Regions from separate parts of the Rattus norvegicus genome. Here region 2 is linked to region 1. Evidence: chromatin contacts called from public Hi-C data. All regions are on one chromosome and are shown on one strand. Each heading gives the region's core, a stretch centred on a gene start, on an enhancer-like site or on the middle of the called end of the contact. The rest is flanking DNA. Distances are from core to core; before and after follow the strand shown. Region 1 overlaps Zfp106 (zinc finger protein 106). Region 2 overlaps Snap23 (synaptosome associated protein 23).

Region 1 (7,054 bases), core at 2,999-5,498:
TGCCCCGTGTATTAGAAAAACCTGACCTAAGCATTAGGTGACGTTCTCTCTTGCCTCATGGTATTTTTGAGTGTGGCTTCGTAAATGTATAGTTGTAGTTATTGCACTGTACATGACTTTGCTTGGCATTTAGTGAACGACAAATATTTACTAAGCACGCGTTGTGTACCAGGTAGCCTATCTGGGTAAATACAGCAGTGGACTAGAAGTTGTAGCATTTTTTTCATTAGTAAAAGGCATTGTCTGTATTAGATACCCTTCTTTTGCTCTATTGGAGACAACACCACAACCAGGGCATCTTCTAGAACGAACGAAGTGTTTATTTAGGCTTACAGTTCCTGAGGGTTGTAGTCTGTAATGATGGGAACTGCGTGGCTGGCTACAGGCATGGTGGCAGCATTAGGAAGCTCCCATCTTGACCCTCAGGAATGGAACAGAGTAAACTGGGAATGCTGTAAATCCTAAACTCTTCAAAGCCTGCCCCTGCTGACAAACTTTGTGCACCAAGGCTGCACCACCAACTGGTGACAGAGTATGCAAATACCCACGCCCTTCGTCGACACTTCTAATGCAAACATTATATCTTCTCAATCCTGTGAGTACCAATCTGACCTGTGCTTCACCTTAGAGTCGGAAGTGTGTTGGTGTCTTTGAGGGACACATTTCCAAAGTGAACTGCCTTCTTGTCACTCACACCTCTGGGAAGAATTCTGTCCTCTACACAGGTTCCAGTGACCACACCATCCGCTGCTACAATGTTAAGGTTAGTGGTTCTAGAGAAATCACAATGGTACTAACCCTTCAGCTGCATTTACTGTTGTCCTACTGTTTGACTTTCTCATTTTTCCTTCAGGCCATATCTTAGCATGTAGATACCATCCTGGGTAGATAGGAGATTTAGCATAAATCACATTTTCTCTTTCTTCATCAGTATCAGTGTACCCCCTTGGTCTTAGTTTGCCAGAATTAATCCTAGTTACAACATTTTAATTATTTATCTACTTACTTTGTATATGTATGTGTGTGTGTGTGTTTATATACATGTGTGCAGAGGTCAGAGGAGTGTTTTTTCTCTTTCAAACTTGGCTTGGCCACAGGCACCTTTACCAGCCTAGCCATCCCACAGGCCTCTTTACCAGCCTAGCCATCCCACAGGCACCTTTACCAGCCTAGCCATCCCACAGGCCCCTTTACCAGCCTAGCCATCCCACAGGCACCTTTACCAGCCTAGCCATCCCACAGGCCCCTGTTACCAGCCTAGCCATCCCACTGGCCCCTGTTACCAGCCTAGCCATCCCACTGGCCCATGTTACCAGCCTAGCCATCCCAGTGGCACCTGTTACCAGCCTAGCCATCCCACTGGCCCCTGTTAACTTCTTTAAAGTTAAATTTTAGGGCAGCCGGGAAAATGAGTTGATTGGTAAAGTTCTTGCCTTAAATGCCTTCTAGTCCCAGAGCCCACTTTAAAAAAGCAGACCATGGGGCCCACAAGATGGCTCAACAGAGAAAGGCTCTTGCTGTCAAGCTTGTTAACCAAAGTTGAGATCCATTCGATCCACATCATGGTGAAAGAAAGAAAGCAGCAGGTTGTCCTCTGGCCTCCACACCAGTCAGTGTCTTATGTGTCCATCAAGCAGCAAGTCCAGGCTGGTATCAAGTTAACTACATAGAATTTCTGATTCTCCTGCTTCTACCTCCCAAATACTGAGAAACAGGCATAGGCCACCACACCCTGTTTGTGATGTGCTTCGGACTGAACCCAGGGCTCCATGCCTGCTAGCTACAACTCCAGCCTGCCAGGGGCATCTTTATCTAGAGATAAAGATTAAAAAGCTTAAGACGTAAATAAGTAAATACATAAATAAATATTTTAAAAGAAGCTTAAGACTCAAGTTAGCCCTTTAAAGAATTCATGTTTTTAATTAGAAATACCAGTATCGTTAGAGTTTTTTATTTTTTTGATAGTACCACACCCTACGATCTTGGCCTTACACTTAAAAGTGTTTCGAGGAACAATTGTTCACACTTCTCATTGCCACTCCCCTCTGTTAGTAAGGAATTGTTTCGTTTTGTTTTTTCAGACCCGAGAATGTATGGAACAGTTACAGCTGGAAGACCGGGTTCTCTGCCTTCATAATAGATGGCGGACCCTCTATGCTGGTCTAGCAAATGGCACTGTGGTCACATTCAACATAAAGGTTAGTGGTTGGGGAAGCAGGCTGGATTTCCCTGCCCTTTGTAAGTAGACCGGCTTTCTCTGGTAGGAAACAGCAAGTAGTCATTTCTCTCTCTGAGGAAACAATAGAACTGGCCTTTATTCAAAAACCACTGCTTTCCAGTGCAAGTGAGATCAGTCCTCTGTTGGGTCAGCTCAGACTCATGTGTGCTAGGACGACCAAAGTGCAGTCCTACTAAAACTAAACCAAGCCTGGGTATTTGGGCCAAATAATGAGTCATATGTTAAGCCAGTCCGTCTGATTTAAGAATGACACCATGGAAAGTGAATTCGAGTTCCCTGATGTATGGCACTTATGTAGCTGGAGACTGCTCTGTGAGGTGAAGTCATTCTGAGGTTTCTTTAACAGCCTCATTCTTTTCCAACTCATGTGGTGAGCAAACTTCTTCCTTTGCTGGGCCCCAGAGTTTCCTAGTTTATGTTGCTATGATAAAATGCCCAATCAAAATCAACTCAAAAAAGTCTATTTGGCTGAAGGCAACACAAGCCAGTCATATCCACAGCCAAGAAGAGAAGGAAGTGAATACATGCATGCAGGCTTTCTGTATTTGGCTCCCTTACTGCACTTAAACGGGCAGCATCTAAACCTAGGGAGTGCTGCACCTGCAGTGGGTGGTTCACGTCCTCCCCACTTAGTGCATTCAGGACAGTCTCTCATTACCCACAATGCAACCTGACAGACCTCACTGAGACTCTCTTCCCAGGCGATCCTAGGTTGTATCTAGTTGATAATGAAAATTGCATTATACAGAGTTCGGTTACAGAGTTCCTGGTGGTGAGATATGAGAGTAGTAAGCTTGTGCCCCAGGAGACTTGATCTCGCTTCTGTTTAAGAAGAAGGTAAGTGTGCATTGACAAACTTGGGTAGGACTTACTGGTAGAATCAGGGACACCTTGTGGGAATGCCTTGTGGCAGCTGACATGAAGGACGGGCTGAGGAAAAGGGAGTGGGAGCACTATCCATGGAGGCAGGGTTCCCAAGTGTGACTGGTGTAGCTCCACCCCTCGTCATTGCCAGGGTTCCTCTGCTGTGGCACTGACTAGCACGGTGTAAGAAATGTGATGTTTGGGCCTTTTGGAAACTTTTCAAATGACATTTGAAGACTCTAGTACGTTTATAATAAGTGATTTGGTCCATTGTTATTGTGACAAGTGCAGATTTTTTTTAATTGAAGTGCCAGTCTCCTGATCAGATTGAATTAAGCAATAGGAATAAAGACAAAAGGGCAAAATTAAAATTCTATTTATAAGGCAAAAGCTTAATAGTTATAAGATATATTTCTTTTGTACAGGTTTTGTTGTTAGAGATTGACATTACAAAGGGAGAGTTTGTCAGGCAGAAAAGGTTTTAGATGGTTGAAAGTCAAGAAGTAGAGGGCAGCTTTACAAATGGTTGTGTGCATGAGATTTGCACATGAGGACTGGCTCTTTTTGGCCCATGTTCTAGCATGCAGAATATAGTGCTCAGGAGAGATAGTCTCCCTCTGTCCCTCACTGCACACTGAACTCCAGACAGCTCTTAGCATGTCAGGATGGCTTGATGTCATTGCTTATATGAAAGCTGCTGCTTTCTGCTTAGTTTCTGGGAGTTTTACTTTATGTATGTACCCAACGTATCTTTTTAAAAAAATGAAGCTTTATGAGCAAGATTGGCAAGCAGGGAGAAGAGATAGGGGAGAGAGACATGCATGAAGAACACGTGTTTTAGAATCTGTGGTGTAAACATGCCATTCTGATAGGAAGACTGCTGTCTTCTGTTAAAACACCTCATAAGACAGACATCTGGGGGTGAGGGTATGGCAGAAGAGCAAAGTAACACAAACGTGGAAAATTTAAGTTTACTTATTTTGTTTTAGATTAGTTTATCTTATTTTATGTGTAAGAGTGTTTTGCCTGCATATGTCTGTGCACCACATGCCCACAGAGGTCAGTCAGGTCTTTCCTGAGAGGTTGGAATCTTCATTACACTGGAGAGAGGGCTGGTGATTAAGAGGATCAGATTTCTGTTCCTAGCCCTCACATCATGCTGCTCACAGTGCTAGTAACTCCAGATCCAGGGGAGCCAGTACCCTCAGATAGCCTCCACTGGGACCTGAATACATGTGCACACACACAGGCATACAATAAATAAAAATAAATTAAAATTGTTTAAGAACATAGTCACTTCTCAGCAGAGATAGTTTGAAATGTCATGAGATTATATAGCATATTCTTTGGAGGGACAAAACACAATGGGAACATAGGCATGGTGACTTATGCCTGTAATTCGAGCAGTATGAAGGCCGAGACAGGAGAATTTATGCGTTTGAGAGTAGTTTGGGCTGGCTACCTAGTTCAAGGTCAGCTGAGCTGCATAGCAAGCAAAGGAAAGAAAAATAACACTGGAGGAGTCCCAAGTCTGGCAGAGACTACGCTGGAGTCGGGTGTTGTTAGGGTCAGTACAGTTCAGCTCAAGGATAGAAAAGAATTTGCTGTGTGGGTTTGCACTACTAGATCAGGGGAGGGGAGGTCATAAGTAGCAAAGAAGATTGGAGCTGTCATGCAAGGGTTTGGAACATTGGGGATTTGGGGTGGGCAGTAGATGGGAGGGTTTATATAGCAGTTTGAGTTAGCTGTTTTTGGCGTTTTTTGGTAAGTTGCTTTTATGGAATGGTTGGTTGTTTTTCAGAACAACAAGCGACAGGAAATCTTTGAATGCCATGGCCCTCGGGCAGTCAGCTGCCTCGCCACAGCTCAGGAAGGTGCACGAAAACTGCTGGTTGTAGGATCTTACGACTGCACCATTAGTGTTCGAGATGCCCGAAACGGATTGCTGCTCAGAACCCTGGAGGGCCACAGCAAGACTGTTCTCTGCATGAAGGTGAGTGAATGGGTGGTGGCGTGAACAGCATTTCTGCTGCTCTGCAGTGTTGTTAGAACATGGCTTCATCCTGTAGCGCACAGTCGAGGGGATTATAGTCCTTTGTGCCTGGATCACAAAGTGAACAACCATTTTTAATAACGCTGGCGAGAAACAAATGTATCTTACTGTAGTGTGGCCACACTTCATGCCCTTCTAGGGTAGTTCATAGTTGTCCTGTGTAGGTCATGAACCTAGCAATGCCCTGGCAAGTTCATCAGTGCCTGGTGGTAAGGCACGCATTTTCAGTTAGAAAATGTGTCTGGGAAACATTATTTTATGCAGTTTGTGTTCATCTTAAAATAGGAAATTCACAGCCACCAGTATGCTTTACAAGTTAGAGAGGAGACAGAACTTACACAGAAGTTAATCTATTGCCTGTTTCTCTTTAAGGTGGTGAACGACCTCGTGTTCAGTGGCTCCAGTGACCAGTCGGTGCATGCTCACAACATTCACGTAAGCTGTGTTGCTGAGGGGACGGAAGTTTTAGATGAGAGTCTAAAGCTTGGAGGCTTCCTCAGCCCTGGGTCTTTTACATCTGACCCATTGTCTAGGGAAGCCCATGTGCATGTGTGTGCTCTTCGGTGATCTCAAACCCAGAATCCCAACCTTACCAAAGAGAATTAATCAGGAAGACTTGGGGTTTTGGAAGGTTTCATTTGAAGGCCTCTTTTGAACTCGGGGCTCTTAGTGAGTGTTTAAAGTACATAAACAGACATGAACGGTTGAGAGCCTGCCCTCGATCTCAGAGAAGAGTAGCTCTTCCTGATCTCTAGATGGCATTGGCCATCATGACATGTTACTTGGGACTAGTGAAATGGTTAATAGAGTGCGGCTTGGCGATTGTTTCTTATTTCAGATTGTTTCTTTGTATGTTGCATTTGTATATATAAAATAAATATCTTGAGTATAAATACAAAAGTTCTTTCATATATATAGCCTGAAGGTAATTTTGTTTTTAATATGTTTTTTAAGTTTTGACTGTGACCTGACACATGGGTGAGGCATAGGACTTTCACCTGTGATTGATGTCTGCTCTAAAGCTGTAGATTTTAGAGCATTTCTGATACTTGGATCAGGAATACTCATACTTCAAAAACAGGAGATTGTGGATGGCTCAGCAGGTAAAGGCGCTTACCACAAAACCTGACAAGATATGTTCAGTCCCCTTAATCCATATGTAGAAGGCGAGAACTGACTCTCCTACGCTGTTCTCTGACCTCCAGTGTGTGTGCTGTGGCCTGTGTGCCTGAACAGAAACACAAAGTCAGAAATGTGGTTTTTCCAGTTTTGTTTTGTTTTCTTGAGACACAGTTTCTCTGTGTAGCCCTGGCTGTCCTTGAAACTCTGTCTGTAGACTGTCTTGGAACTCAGATCCATCCTCCTGCCTCTGCTTCCCCAGTGCTGGAATCAAAGGCGTGGTCCGCCACTACCTGGCTTGTCAATAAATGTTAAAGTCTGAGGGTATGTGTAATGTTTCTGTAGCTGACGTCCTTGAGAGTAAAAACATGAGCTGTTAGCATTAGAACAGCCGCATTATTTACCTCGGAATCTTCCCTTAGAACTTTACAATCAGAAAATGCAACTAGAATCCTAAGAACCAGTCTAATGAGTGTCTCTCTTCTGATACAGACTGGTGAGCTCGTGCGCATCTATAAAGGCCACAACCACGCAGTGACTGTGGTGAATATTCTGGGGAAAGTGATGGTGACGGCTTGCCTGGACAAGTTTGTTCGTGTCTATGAGTTACAGGTAGGATGAGGTCCACATACTGTGTATGACGCTTAGTGCTGGTGTGAGGTTGGATTGGCACCTGAGTCCATACTTTCAGAAGCCTTCTAAAATGGTTAGGAAGCAGCCAGGCCAAGGACGGCACTCAGAAACCACTCTGAGATACTTGATCAGGCTCCTGGTTGTCA
Region 2 (7,054 bases), core at 1,765-4,264, 73 kb before region 1:
AGTTGGACCTAGTGGCACACTTAATTTCAGTATCTGTGGAGCAAAGACTGGTATATCTCTGGGTTTGAGGCCAGCCAGGATTACAACTTTTAATTCCAGCACTTGGGAAACAGAGGCAGGCTGATCTCTGAGTTCAAGGCCAGCGAGATCTACAGAGTGAGTTCCAGGAGAGCTAAGGCTACACAGAAAATCCTGTGTCAAGAACAACCAACCAACCAACCAACCAAAAGTTCAGTATAAGATGCTAGCTCTTATTTGTAGTCATAGGTATTATATACAAGGTCACGATATTAGAAGACACACCAAAACCAGAATCCCAGGTGACTCCAGCTTGTGTTATGCTATTGTATCTCAAAAATAACAGCAACAGTGGGTATGGTGGCTCCGCAGACAAAGGTGCTTGGTATCTGCTTCCATGCTTTTTTCTTTGGGTCGGGAGAGGAGCTATGTTGTCTTTGACCAAAAAGAGCTCCCGGGGCTGGGGATTTAGCTCAGTGGTAGAGCGCTTACCTAGGAAGCGCAAGGCCCTGGGTTCGGTCCCCAGCTCCGAAAAAAAGAAAAAAAAAAAAAAACAAGAGCTCCCTCCATTCTAGAGAAAATAGCTATCATTTAGGAGAGTTACACCTAATAGGCACTCTTTCAAGAGTTTTGTTGGGGGCTGCAGAGATGGCTCAGCAGTTAAGAGCACTGACTGCTCTTCCAGAGGTCCTGAGTGCAATTCCCAGCAACCACATGGTGGCTCACAACCATCTGTGTAATAAGATCTGGTGCCCTCTTCTGGTGCGTCTGAAGACAGCTACATTTGAAGACAGCTACAGTGTACTTATATACATAATAAATAAATCTTAAAAAAATAGTTTTGTTGGTTGATTTTGGGGGGGTGGGGTAGAAGCTGTTTCTGGACACAATTTACTCTAGGCTAGCCCACAAACTCATTGGGTAGATTGATTGTGCCTCAGGTTCCCAAACATTGGGATTACCCATGTGGCCTGTGAGCCTGGCATATTCTAAGAAATTTCTGGGCATTACTGGTCTGTAAATTAGTTTATAAAACAGGATTTATTAATTCCCATTTACAGATATAGAAATTAAGGCAAGAAATAAGCATGCATTCACACCAGCCAGCAAGAGCAAAGGGTTGCTTTAGTGCATATTCTAGCCAAATATACCTTGGATACTACCTTTTGGTACTGTTCCTTTGGACAAATCAGCATGTTGTTTTTAAATGACTAAGGGAAGCACTTTTGGGCACAGCACAGTCCAGTGTTTTACACTCAGCCATACTTCATACATTAGGTATCTGTACCCAATAAGCTCTTCACTCTGGCATGGAACACTGCTTTGTTTTGCACACTGTCCTCTTCACCCTCTGAATGTTGCTATGCTAGATGCATCTTCTTCAATACATGACTTGAATTCTCACTCAGAAATACTCAGTAGTGTATTTAAGTTCAAACGACTAAGACAAGTAATGTCTAGAATGAACTCAAAGCAAACCGTAGGAAGTCCTGTACACACTTCTGGTGAAAATTAGAGAAGAGCTAATGCAACTTTCTATTGGAGTGCATGACGTATGGACATTTGCTTTATCTAATGTTAACAAAAGCTGGTAAAATGATTGCCCCTACAAATAAGTCATAGAAACATCACCTATTTGAAGAACAATACCATTAATTACAAAATTTAATTGTAAGAATCAAGCAATGGTTACTGGTCAAACCGATCTACTTTGCGCTAATTGCGATCTACAATCAGCAATTGTACATGCTGATTTTTAAACAAAGGTGACAAATACCAGTTCAGCTTTCCTAACACTTCAGGGTCTACACAAACTTGATTCTGTGTGTAAGGCAGAGAGAATGGCAGTGTGGTCATCAATAATTAATCAAAGGCATAATTTTCCAAACAACTTTTAGTAACAGATTATAACTTTTTAAATGTCTAAAACTATACAAAACTCAAAGCAATCTATTTTTCTACCTGAGATCAAAACAAGTCTTTTTCATATCTAAACATAATTCTTATGAGGTAAATCTGAATTCACATGATACACCCTGCTTTAGTGAGGAAGTCTCCGATTTCACATATATATGTACATCTTTTCAAGGCTACTGACAACTCCATGAAGTTAACAGGCCTGCAATGGGACCATGCTATGACTTACTGTATGAGAATAAAAGGCACTCGTTTATATAGTGTTCCTGCATGTGCAATATGAAACGGGACCCAAGAGCCTACGTTTATACCCAAATCACTAAGGATTTAGGAGTGAAGCTCACTTCTGGAAAACTCACTGTACTCTCTTTGGAGCAGAAGCTGAAAAACAGTGTAGAACAAAACACGTGTGAAAGCTCCTACCCCAAGCACTGAGGGTTTTTTGTGACCTGTAGTTTCTTTAATGAGTCACTTCATTTCTTCTTCCTTCCTCTTGCTCTTTACCATAAAACCAAAACCAAACCAAAACCAAGCCAACCAACCAATAATGGCAAAAGCTACTTATCCAGCTGCCTCCCTTCATGGCTCTTTGGCAATGCTTCCAAGTCTTGAACACAAAAGCTAAATGACGAGATGGAGAGACTAAGTGATGTACAGAAAGCAGCCTACAAGAGTAAACTGAGAAAGACTGTAAGAACGCCTGAGCAAGAACCTACCCCAAAAGACAGAAAGGAAGGAAGGAGGAGGGATCCTCCTCCCGCCCTTCTCGCACAGTCTTTCAAACTGAGTAAGAAAAGACTCAGCAGGAGCCCGAGACTGAGTTAACAGGTAAAGAAGTACAGCAGGGTTTTAGCTGTCAATGAGTTTCTTTGCTCTTGTATTGGCAATGTCAATGCGATTCTTGTTGGTGTCAGCCTGAAAAAAACAAAAACAAACGTCAGTATCCGTTCACAAAATAAGCCATTTTAAACGCAAATTAAGCCGAGGGAGGCAGGCGTAGCTCAGTTGGTAGTGTCTGCCCAGATGCACTGGGTTCAATTTCACAGCACTGCATAAAAAGTGGCCGGCATCACGGCATGTGCCTGCTATGTGCCAGGATAGCAATCCTAGAACTTGGCCCTCAGTAAGCAGTCTTCCTCAACTACACAGTGAATCCGAAGCCAGCCAAGGCTACATGGAATTCTGTTTCAAAACTCACGTTTAATTTTAGCTGAGGACACAGCTCAGGGGCAGAATATATGATTTGCAATTCTATGGACATACATTCACTCGCAAACATGTACATACACATACACATGCACAAACATGAAACATTTCATGTATTTGGGAACTACATATGGGAATAAGCCTGTAATCTCAGCACTCAAAAGGATATGGCAAGAATATCATGAGTTCAACACCAGCCAGGGTTCCAGTCAAACTGTCTCAAAATAACAGCAGTTAAGAGGGTGGGATATAGTTCAGTGGTAGATTACTTGCCTCCCACACATGAGGTCCTATGTTCAATCACCAGTGCAACAAAAAACATAAAATTTTATATTATTTTGAGACATGGTATCTCTCTGTAGCCCTGGCTGTCCCAGAACTCACTCTGTAGAGAACAGGCTGGCCTTGAACTCACAGAGATCCACCTGCCTCTGCTTCTCTCAGGGCAGAGATTAAAGGCCACCAGCAATCAGCAAAATTTAAATAATGTGTATGGGTGTTTTGCCTGCATGTATGTCTGTGCACCATGTGTCTATGGAAGCCATGAAGTTGTTGGATCCCCTGGAACTGGAATAAGCCACCATGTGGGTGTTGAGAATTGTTTCCCAGTCCTCTTGAAGACCAAGAAGTGCTCCCTGCCACCCCAAGGTTGCAGACACACACCACCATGTGTAGCTTGTATATGAGTACTTAGGATCAAATGCAAGTCCTCACACTTGCATTGCAAGCACTTCCCAACTGAGCCACCTCCCAAGGCCTTCTAACTTAGATTTTGAGACTAGATCTGATTGCCTCGGTTGGCCTTGAGCTTATGAGTTCAAGTGATCTTTCCACTCCTCTGGAGTGGCTGGAATTATGGGCAACAACACTGGTTCCAGCCCATTTTCTTTTTTCTTTTTTTTTTTTTCCAGAGCTGGGGACCGAACTCAGGGCCTTGCGCTTGCTAGGCAAGCGCTCTACCACTGAGCTAAATCCCCAACCCCTCCAGCCCATTTTTGATGCAATAAAGTATGACAAGAATGCTCTCTGAGCAGAAGTTTCATTTGGAGCTACTGAGCTCTGACCAAAGAGACTGAAATAACTTTGCCAAAGATCTTTGGAACAGATGTACTGCCACCCACAGAAGCATCTAAATTAAAATGATGTGTAATCTATACCCTAAACCCAGGGTTCAGCACTGCAAGCATCTTAGGAACCAAGTGGCTCCAGTCCAAGCGCCAAAAGAGGTCAGAGGGTTTCATACTCCTTAAAGCTGGAGTTATAGGCATTGCGAGGCCCCTGACATGGTTTCTGGGAATAAACCAGATCCTCTGTAAGAGCAGTAAGTGTTCTTAATCAATGAACCATCTTTCCAGTCACACATGACCCTATACAAGAACTAGTCTACAGAATTGGTTTTTGCTACTGACTCCTGAAATGAAGCTGTACGATTTTACTTCTAGGCTATCTGTATCTGTGAATAAAACAAAAGTAAAAGCTAACATGCATTCAGGCAAGGAATGCACATAACACACACACAAAACTTAGGGGGAATCTACTTGGTACATGATTTGTTTGCTGGTTGGTTTTGAGACAGGGAGGTTTTATGACGCCCTGGAAGTCCTGGGATTCTCTATGTAGACCAGGCTGCCCTTGAACTCAGGGAGATCCATATGCCTCTGTCTTCCCAATGCTAGGATTGTAAGTGTATACCACTACACCCAGGTTACTCAATACATTCTTAAATTTCTTTTAAAATTACACTTATTTATTGTGTGCATGTACATATGTGTACAGGTCAAAGGACAGTTTATAAGAATTGGTTATGTCCTAAGATGTAGATCCCAGGGATCAAAATCAGGTTGTCAGGCCTGGTGGCCTGCATCTCTACTCCCTAAGCTACCTCACAGGCTCTACAAATAAATTCTTAGCTTCATGTGGAAAGTTTTAGGTTAAATTTCATTCTAAAAAAAAAAAAAAAAAAAAAAAAAAAAAAAAAAAAAAAAAAAAATAAATAAATTTCATTCTAATATGTGCCTTTTCAATGAACCACTAACATGAGCAAAACAGCAAGACTGCTTTTAAAATGCTGGAGCAGCCACCTCACCACACTGCCTAAGTAGACTGCATTGATCCCTCCCAAAAGATATTGATCCCTCAATATCACTGGATTCACTCTCATTTTCCTGTGGGTCTAATTACTTTTTTTTTTTTTTTTTTTACCTTTTCTGTGATCTTCTGTATTTGCTGGTTTTGAGCATCAATTTCATTGCCCATATCCAGAGCCATGTTCTTTAGGTTCCCTAGGATGCTGCCCACTTGAGTCAGGTTCTCTTCCATCTCATCTTCTCTGGCATCATTAGTTATGCTACCAGGAAAAAAAGAGAGTTAAATCAGAACTATAAATGGACTAAATCTAGAATTATAAAAATAAGTAATCAAAATGATGCTCACATGTAAATGAAATGTAGACTAAGAAACAGTCTACACTGAGAAAAAGGAACAAAGGAAGAGAGGAGAGGAGGAGAGAGGAGAGGAGGGGAGGGGAGGGGAGAGGAGAGGAGAAGAGAGGAGAGGAGGGGAGAGGAGAGGAGGGGAGAGGAGAGGAGGGGAGGGGAGGGGAGAGGAGAGGAGAGGAGAGGAGGGGAGGGGAGAGGAGGGGAGAGGAGAGGAGAGGAGAGGAGGGGAGAGGAGAGGAGAGGAGGGGAGAGGAGAGGAAGGGAGGGGAGAGGAGAGGAGAGGAGGGGAGAGGAGAGGAGGGGAGGGGAGGGGAGAGGAGAGGAGGGGAGAGGAGAGGAGGGGAGAGGAGAGGACAGGAGAGGAGGGGAGGGGAGAGGAGAGGAGGGGAGAGGACAGGAGAGGAGGGGAGGGGAGAGGAGAGGAGGGGAGGAAAGGGGAGAGGAGAGGAGGGGAGGGGAGGGGAGAGGAGTGGAGAGGAGAGGAGGGGAGGGGAGAAGAGAGGAGAGGAGGGGAAAGGAGAGGAGGGAAGAGGAGAGGAGAGGAGGGGAGAGGAGGGGAGGGGAGAGGAGGGGAGGGGAGAGGAGGGGAGAGGAGGGGAGGGGAGAGGAGGGAGGGGAGAGGAGGGGAGGGGAGAGGAGGGGAGAGGAGAGGAGAGGAGGGGAGGGGAGAGGAGGGGAGAGGAGAGGAGAGGAGGGGAGGGGAGAGGAGGGGAGGGGAGAGGAGAGGAGAAGAGAGGAGGGGAGAGGAGAGGAGAAGGAGGAGGAGGGGAGAGGAGAGGAGAAGGAGGAGGAGGGGAGAGGAGAGGAGAAGGAGGAGGAGGGGAGAGGAGGGGAGAGGAGGGGAGGGGAGAGGAGGGGAGAGGAGAGGAGAGGAGGGGAGAGGAGAGGAGAGGAGGGGAGAGGAGAAGAGAGGAGGGGAGGGGAGAGGAGAGGAGGAGAGGGGAGAGGAGAAGAGAGGAGGGGAGGGGAGAGGAGGGGAGGGGAGAGGAGAAGAGAGGAGGGGAGGGGAGAGGAGAGGAGGAGAGGGGAGAGGAGAAGAGAGGAGGGGAGGGGAGAGGAGAAGAGAGGAGGGGAGGGGAGAGGAGAAGAGAGGAAGAGAGGGGAGAGGGGAGGAGAGGAGAGGAGAGGAGGAGAGGGGAGAGGAGAGGAGGAGAGGGGAGGGGAGAGGAGAGGAGAGGAGAGGAGAGGAGAAGAGAGGAGAGGAGGGGAGGGGAGAGGAGGGGAGAGGAGAGGAGGGGAGAGGAGAGGAGGGGAGAGGACAGGAGGGGAGAGGAGAGAAGAGGAGGGGAGAGGAGAGGAGGGGAGGGGAGGGGAGAGGAGAGGAGAGGAGGGGAGAGGATAGGAGGAGGAGGAGGAGGGGAGGGGATGGGAGAGGAGAGGAGGGGAGAGGAGAGGAGGGGAGAGAAGAGGAGGGGAGGGGAGAGGAGGGGAGGGGAGGGGAGGGGAGAGGAGAGGAGGAGAGAGGAGAGGAGAGG

What was found. A called contact is a pair of places that touch in the nucleus more often than the background predicts.
Region 2: a contact with region 1 is called in a Hi-C map of psoas muscle, with 1.8 times the contacts expected there. The contact joins two enhancer-like sites. A contact is called at or near these places in 2 of 12 Hi-C or Micro-C datasets (kidney and psoas muscle).

What each region holds. Positions count from the first base shown.
Region 1 is chr3:127,920,180-127,927,233 of GRCr8, reverse strand. Zfp106 (zinc finger protein 106) reads left to right here. Exons shown (of 21, transcript NM_001419871.1): 13 at 629-763; 14 at 2,082-2,198; 15 at 4,905-5,096; 16 at 5,529-5,591; 17 at 6,768-6,887. Among named protein-coding and RNA genes, the nearest start is that of Zfp106, 41 kb to the left of the region's middle. Within about 2 kb of position 4,248, at least 1 of the 93 cell types and tissues checked has an H3K27ac peak or open chromatin away from gene starts, as enhancers often do.
Region 2 is chr3:127,992,056-127,999,109 of GRCr8, reverse strand. It overlaps Snap23 (synaptosome associated protein 23), which reads right to left. Exons shown (of 8, transcript NM_022689.2): 7 at 5,344-5,488; 8 at 1,041-2,850. The coding sequence ends at 2,785. It also overlaps a transcript of Lrrc57 not described here. Among named protein-coding and RNA genes, the nearest start is that of Haus2, 11 kb to the left of the region's middle. Within about 2 kb of position 3,014, at least 6 of the 93 cell types and tissues checked have an H3K27ac peak or open chromatin away from gene starts, as enhancers often do.